Linked DNA regions of Anas platyrhynchos: region 2 is linked to region 1. A link is a contact called in public Hi-C data. All regions are on one chromosome and are shown on one strand. The core of a region is the stretch at or near the end of the contact, and the rest is flanking DNA. Distances in the headings are between cores, read along the strand shown.

Evidence for each region. A called contact is a pair of places that touch in the nucleus more often than the background predicts.
Region 2: a Hi-C map of subcutaneous adipose tissue shows a contact between it and region 1, with 2.6 times the contacts expected there. The contact joins the enhancer-like site here to the promoter of GARRE1 in region 1. A contact is called at or near these places in 3 of 8 Hi-C or Micro-C datasets (F1 follicle, skeletal muscle and subcutaneous adipose tissue).

The regions. Positions count from the first base shown.
Region 1 is chr12:10,028,508-10,032,107 of IASCAAS_PekinDuck_T2T, forward strand. It overlaps GARRE1 (granule associated Rac and RHOG effector 1), which reads left to right and starts at 2,053. Exons shown (of 14, transcript XM_027466947.3): 1 at 2,053-2,201. It overlaps GPI (glucose-6-phosphate isomerase), which reads right to left and starts at 1,990. Exons shown (of 19, transcript XM_072043958.1): 1 at 1,878-1,990; 2 at 1,615-1,676.
Region 2 is chr12:10,072,376-10,076,264 of IASCAAS_PekinDuck_T2T, forward strand. GARRE1 (granule associated Rac and RHOG effector 1) reads left to right here. Exons shown (of 14, transcript XM_027466947.3): 8 at 1,051-1,148; 9 at 2,646-2,771; 10 at 3,329-3,889. Among named protein-coding and RNA genes, the nearest start is that of SS18L2, 12 kb to the right of the region's middle. Within about 2 kb of position 1,341, at least 7 of the 8 cell types and tissues checked have an H3K27ac peak or open chromatin away from gene starts, as enhancers often do. A contact at or near this core is called in F1 follicle and subcutaneous adipose tissue, where this site is marked.

The sequences.
Region 1 (3,600 bases), core at 803-3,302:
GTGGCTTCGATATCAGAAGGGAAAGAAAATTCCCAGAACAGTTTATAGGTGGGAAACATCAATAGCTCAACAGGGATTACAGATTTCTTTTTGGACACGCCTGGACTGGATGAGCAAGAAAAGTCAAGAACGAGTGGTAATGTTTGCCTCAATAACTCCTGCTGGTTTTCTTTTTCCTACAAGAGTCTCCAAGGCTGCTCTGTTTTGGCTACGTGGCGCAACCTCAGTGCAAGAGCAACACTTGAGCTCCTGGAGAGCTGCTTGCAGCTAAAAGGCTCCAGAATGGCCACTCTGTTTCTCAATGATAGAAAATACAGGTATACCTAAAAACATGTGTGCTTGTCTGTGTCTCTCCCTTCTTTCTTTTAATAAACAAAACAAAACCAAAAAACAGGAGGTATTTTTGGTCTTTCTTTGGATTATTTTAAGATGCAGCCACAGATTCTGGCCTGGGAGGAAGGAAAATACATTGCAGTATTTTTTCTCTTTCCCTTCCTTTTCAGTTATTAATACTTTGTTCCAGTCAAAAACTTGTTCAAACCCCACCTGAGTCTTTATCTCTTTTTTTTTTTCAAATCAATGTTCACTTACCATTTAGCTAGTTAAAAGCGGAAAAAGGTACCTTTTCCAGCCCCTTATTGCACTCTCAGAATAAAAAGAATGCTCCAGCACCCGTCTCTGTTGAAGGAGCCAACAATATGACAGCCTTCTGTTGCCTTGCTTGCTTTCCAAGTATTTCCCAGGTATCTCTTAATTTGAGGACTAAATTTACCAGGAAGAGACAAGCTTAGTAGACATGCAAGAATCAGAAAAGTTCGGGGGCAACACATTGATGAGAAGCCCAGTCTGCCAGTAACCATCTGTTACAGAGAAGGAAACAAAGCCACAGATTGCTCCTAGGCAGCTTCCCACAGACACTGTTTGAGGACTATTCCTAGCTTGTGGCTAGAAGGTGTCCAATAAATTGTCAATTTTACTTCTTGCCACAGAGTTTTCTGATTAGCAGCACAAAAAATGAAAGAAGTTATTTATTTTCACTTTATCAGTATCATATTCTAATGTTTTGTTGCTTTTTTTTTTTGACATAGAGATCAGAGGCTCAGTCGTGTAAACAAAGTTTTTGCTTCTTTATATTCCAAGAACTTTTAACTATTTTCTCACTATTACATATGACCTTATTTTCTAACTTCTACCAACTATTTCTGTATGTTATTAACTTATTGTTCCATTTCAAATGTAAGGTTCTAAATAAACCTTAGAAATAAACAATAACTACCTTCTTCTAAGAACAACAGGATTAACAGGATTTTTCTTTGGAAATAGGATTTGAAAATACATTGAATTGCACAGCAAACCTTTTCTGTATACAGTCTTCATTAAGAGTGAGGAATAATAATAAACTGGTTCAAATTCACACAGCAAAGCCATCACGTACCAGGCCTGTTTTGGCTGGGGCAATTTGTAAGGCTGGCAGCACCATGATAATTATGCCCAAGGGGACTAATTCCAGATAACTTTGTGAGCATTTTACCCAATCCCCAAATAAAGGTTTAACAGTGGTGAACCCCATAGTTTCCCTGGCTAGTGACTTTAGACAGAAGAGGAATACAGTACTTTGCAGGTGCTGCTGGCGATCTCTGTCACCGATCATTCCCTCATGGAAGGACGCGCTGCACCTGACCATGAAACGACAGGACGGGAAACCTCGTTACTTGAGGTTAATATAAAATATGGACTGATTTTTATTATTTCCCCTCGCCCCTCGTCCTCCGCTCTGAAATAACGGCCTGCTCGTCCCTCACCCTCCCCATTTACACCCCAACAGCCGGGGCCGGGTCCCCTCACACGACAGGAGGCAGCCGGGGCCTGCCCCACACCTCGGGGGAGCTCGGGGTGCGTGTGCTCGTGTGGAAGGACCGAGGGCGAGCTCCTCAGCATCGCCCTGCCGGGACAAGGCCCCAGCCCCGCACCTCCCCGCTCACCCCTCCTCAGCTCCCTGAGGCGCCGCGCCCCCCCCCCTCAGCCCTCAGCCGCCCGCCCCGCTCCCGCCTTCCCCTTCCCGCTGTCAGTCGCGGCTCCGCCCGCCCCCGGCCGGTCCCTGCCCGCCTCCTTCCCTCCCCCGGCGGCCGGCGGAGGAGCCGCCGTTTCCGGAGTACACAGAGCGGCGCTGGCCGGGCGGCGGCGGCGGCTGTCGCGGGCAGGTGAGTGAGCGAGCGCCGCCGCCATGCCCCCGCTCCCCGCCGCCCTGCCTCAGCCCGCCCGCGGCTCCGCAGCCCGCGGGGCCCTGGCGGTGCGAGGCACCGGGCTGGCGTGGCCGGCGGTACCGCCGCTCTCCTCGGCTCTCCCGGGTGCCGAGGCGGGCAGCGGGCGCTCTGGGGCCGGGAGGAGCCCCCCGGCGGCTCGGCGGGAGGGCGGCGGTGCCCCGAGGCGCGGCCCGGGGGCTGTCGCCGCGCACCCTCGGCAGCGCCGGCCCGGCCCGGCTGTGGCGGCGGGGGTAGGCTCGGCACGGCTCGGCACGGGGCGGTGGCGAGGCTGCGGCCGCGTCCCCTTCTCCCCTTCCCTCCGCCGTGACCCGAGTGCGGGCAGCCCGGCCGGGCCTGCTCCTTGCGGGCGTTGCTGCGCCCCTTGGTGGCGAGCTGTGGCCGCCCGCCGCTCCCTCCGGCCTGCTCCGGCCCCGCGGCGAGCGACGGAGACCCCGCGGCGGGGACCTCGCCTCAGGGCGGCGCGGCTCTGCCCGGCCGCCTCCCGCCTCAGGGCCCGGCCGGGCTCCGTGGGCAGCCCCCGGGAGGTGCCCCCACAGGAGCCTGGCGCTGGGCTCCCCAAGCCCCCGGCCCGCAGCGGTGTCTCTGTGCTGCCGCCCGCTCTTGGCTTTCACCTGACGCCTGCTTCCAGCGCTATTCAGTGTTATTTTTAGTCCCTCGTGTCCATACTGCGGGCTGAGGAGGGAAACTCTCGTTTTGGGGTGTAGCTGGAAACTTAGCTGATATACCTTTGCTTTGCCCTGCTGGAGACAGGGCCTGCGAGGTTTTATCCCTGAGTGACGAGGAGCAGGTATAAATTGTCAGGTGGAGGTATGTTACCTCAGTAATTTGAAAGATTTTGAGAGACCTCTTCTGATTTTGTTTCAGGTGGAATTGCAAGCCTAGTTACAGGTACGAGTCAGCCATTATTATTAGTTCTCCAGAGGAACAGATGTCTGGGTGTCATGGTGAAGAGGGCGGCGTACATCAGCCCTCTGTAGTGGCAATAAGTGCCCGGCTCCTCACAGCCGGTCAGCCTGGGGCTTCAGAGGCACGTGTAGCTGGCAGGAGGTGCGGGTTTGGTTCCCAAAATGGCACTGAGCCTTGTAACAGCCAGCGTGGCTGTTGGATAATCTCAAATCCAGAGGCCAGGGAAAAGGTCAGCACTGGTTTTAAGGCTGTTGTTGCTTGTATGCTCAGCCTGACACCATCTTGGGGTGCTGTTGAGGTGCTGTTGCTGCTTTCCGTGGGTGACAGATGACTGAAGCTCCTGCAATCCGCTCCCCTTCCCTCATCTCTCTGAGGTATGTGGCATGTGTCGTGGAGCTCCCAGCCGCATGAAGGTTTCGGTATGCAGCTC
Region 2 (3,889 bases), core at 91-2,590, 43 kb after region 1:
ATATTTCACATTTCATAACTAGTAAAAGACAATGAGGTAGAAGTAGAACCAGTGTAGGATGATTGCAAAAAAGCCAGTAATGCCCCTTGAGGCTTTTTATACAGAAGGACTTTTTGCCATTTCAAGGATAAATGGTACAGCTAATCTGCTAGTCACTGGAGCAAGAACTGCTGAGTGCTGCCAAAAAGCTGCTGGTTCAGCATGACCAAAATAGGAAATTATGGAAATGATCAAAAAGGCCAGCCCATGCAGACTGGACAACAACAGAAAGCAGAAACCAAATATGGAACTTACTATCACTGGTACTGAAGTTTAAATGAAGCTGAAGTGAATCCATTCCTTCTCAGTTTCCATAAAAAGAGTTTCATGACAGCAGATTAATTTTCAAGACTTTCATCTTCCATATAAATTCATGATATCTTACAGAAAGCTGAGAATTCAACAAATTGAACAGTCACTTTTCTTCTCTTCACTACTATTAATTCCCTGTTATAAATAGTTCCATTAAGTAAAGAAATACTGGTATAAAATTTTGTAACCATGAGTGTGGGTGGGTGGAGGGTATGTTTGTTAAAAATTACAAGCTATGAGAAGAGTTTGACTAAATACTATTTGTCTGTATCATGTTGTGCACTGCAGTTAGGTTATTTACAGTATTTTAATAGGTGTTTGGCACAATTACTACCTTAATAGAGCTCAGACTTCTCAAATGTAAGGGCTGTTACACAAAGCCATTGATAACTACCAGCTGCTACCTAAAGCAGCTGGTAAGTACATGTTTGATATGTAACTATAGTATGTAATTGGGAGGAATTAAGTCCTTGAAATGTAGGCTAATGTATTAAACTAATAATTTGGTATGCTTTCTTTTCCCCCGCCCCCAAGATATTAAAATAGAAATCAACTTATAATGATTTTGTGACTTCATTTGTTTTTATGTGGTTCTTTCTGCACCTGTAGCATGGCAGGGAGGTGAGACGATTGCATCTGTAATACAGGGGTGATAAAATAGAACTAATTCTGAAAATCGTTTCCCTTTTTATTTGCTAGGTGGTTGTGGACACAGCACAGATTGAAAATAAAGAAGCCTACGCTCCTCAGATAAGTTTAGAAGGATCCAGAATTGTGGTGCAAGTTCCATCAACTTGGTAAATAAAAATACTGTATTGTAGATCATACTAGTAGGTATGGCTGTTGAAGTATATGGGAAGAAATACAATGCAGTATAAATGGATCGGGGAATACTATGATCTACCTTAAATTCCTTTGCCTTGTGCTGATTGAATACCACCACTTCTCACAGATTGACCAACAGCTGTACTTTCAAAGACTTTCAACAGTCTTTGTACTGGTGCTCCCTCTGTTGGAGGCAGTGGAAGGGAGGCAAGGCTGGTGCACTGCAACATTCCTCTGAAGAGAAGAATGTAAAAGCTGGATGATGAAAGAGGAAGTTAAATATAAATCCAGAAATATTCCTGTTATGCTCCTCCCTGGCAGGTCCCCACAGCTGTTACCACAGGAAGGTCAGGCATCAGATGAGACGAAGGCAAGAGCTTTGGCCCTCTTAACTGAGCTTTCTTTAAGCGCTGTTGTGAACGCAGAACTGTGTTTCGAGAGATGCCATCCCTAGTGGCTTAATTAACTGCCCAGGAAAGCATATTAGAACTAATCCTCATTCTCAGGCGAGGACTTCTCTTTTGAAACAGTAATTTGGAATTAGAACACTTCCTCTCTTTCTTCAGTATACTCAGTGTTATGGGTTTTGGTGCAACACAAATCATTCATGTGAATCCTTAGTGAGATAGCCTGTCACTAATGGTACCACTGGCATGTCCAGAAGTACAAGTCAGCCCATAGTCTGTTTATCCAAATTCATCTTTAATTCCTCTGCTGAGTAGAAACTGGCACTTCTGTTCTCTTTATATAAAGTGCTCTATTGTGAAAGAGCGAAAAAACTGCAGTGCTCTGAGCCAGGGTTTGTGTGCTCTGGAAGAGCTCCGCCTACTGACACACAGCAACAGCGCCTGTTTACTCTTCTGTGCTGGAGGGCTCGTTAAATACTTGATAAATGTGTCAATACATAGATTTAAGTTACTCTGATTTCACCTTAATTCTGTGCCATCAATGAAAAAAATTCAGTATTTCTGCACCTTCACAGCTCAGTAGCATGTTCTACAGCCTATTGGATATGCTGAATCATTTTTCATTCTGACTGTGTCAGGCTGGGTGTTTCTTAGCATTGAACTCCTAGATTGCACTCAAGATGCAAGTGTCATGCACTAGCATTTTTGTTAAGTTTGCTGAGCACTCTTGCTACTTTCTTAAAAATGGGTTTTTGTGTATTTGTTTTTTCTTACCTCTGTGCTTGAATTATGCCTGCTCAGCTAAAGAGATAATCCTGATTTTAAAATGAGCTTAAAATTGGATTAGCTGTATATTCAACAATTAAAAAGAGAAACTGGGACTGCAGGTGCTGTCCTTAGGAGCCCTTGGGTGTTCATGCATTATACTGCCCTACTAGTTGTACCTTTATAGGAGCAGCAGTAGTGTATAAATTAGCCTTTTATTATCTGACTAGCACGGTAAAATTGTTTAATGTGAAATACAAAGATTTTATTTTTAAATGTTAATGTTGATGATTACAGGTGTTTGAAGGAAGATCCAGCAACGATGTCTTTGCTACAGAGGAGTCTGGATCCAGAGAAGACTTTGGGTCTAGTAGACGTGCTCTATACTGCTGTGTTTGACATACACAGGTGGAAGGAGGGAAGGTACATCTCTTCTTGAGCCTCATGTTTCGCTTTTTCCAGTTTAAACAAAGCCATCATCATTGAAAAGGCTGTACTGTAGAGTTCGGATAGCACTACTTCATCAGAAAGGGAAATCAGTAGTCAAACTTCCATGCAAGAAACTGGGACTCTGTATAGGTACCTTGTACCTGTTTAACATACAGAGATTTTCTTTTAAACAGCAGCTTATCCATGTGTATGGAGGTATGTTTCTCTTGCGTTAAAATACGTATATATAACATATTTTAAAATAAATACCTCCGTTTAGGTTTTGAAGCACAATTAACGTTTCTTAAGGAAAGGAGAGTAATAAATGCTATTGCAAATGTTAGTAATAGTTCAAATTCTTACCATAGTAAGAAGCTGATGAATTTAGCAATCTGAGAGAGACCTTTGCTTTTATTTCTTCCACTTTCTATTACCCAAATGCACATTTTTCTCCAAAATACAAACTCAGTTAAATTTCTTTAGACAACCAATGGGATGTTAGGATAAATTAATTTTTTTAAGTGGTTTGATAAATGTTTTTGTTGATGCAGGGAGCAAGCTTTGCCTTGTATTCAGATCCAGTTACAGCGTGAAATCTCAGACTTTGGGAATCAAGTTGACATGCCATCTGGAAATGGAAGCAAATCTTCAGGTGGTCTACAGAAGACGTTCTCAAAACTGACTTCACGGTTTACAAAAAAAACTTCCTGCACCAGTACAAGTAATAGTGGAAGTTATTCAATTCCCAATACACCTTCCAAAAATATCTTCATAAGTTCGAACTCAGAGGAGAAGACTAAAATGCCCACTAACATAGATGCACGGTTACAAAGCATTTTAAACATCGGTAACTTTCCTAGGACCACAGATTCATTACAGTCAATTCAGAGCACAAATAATCAAATAGTGAATGGGTTTCTAGTTGAAAGACGGGACAACTTCTTCAAACCAGATGAAGGAAAGGATGACAAAGGTATGAATTTACCAACTGACCAAGAAATGCAGGATGTTATAGATTTTTTGTCTGGTTTTAACATGGGCAAATCCCAGCAAGCTTCTCCGATGGTGAAAAGAAGGAACTCTGTTGCATCCTCTACAGGAACAGAGCAAAA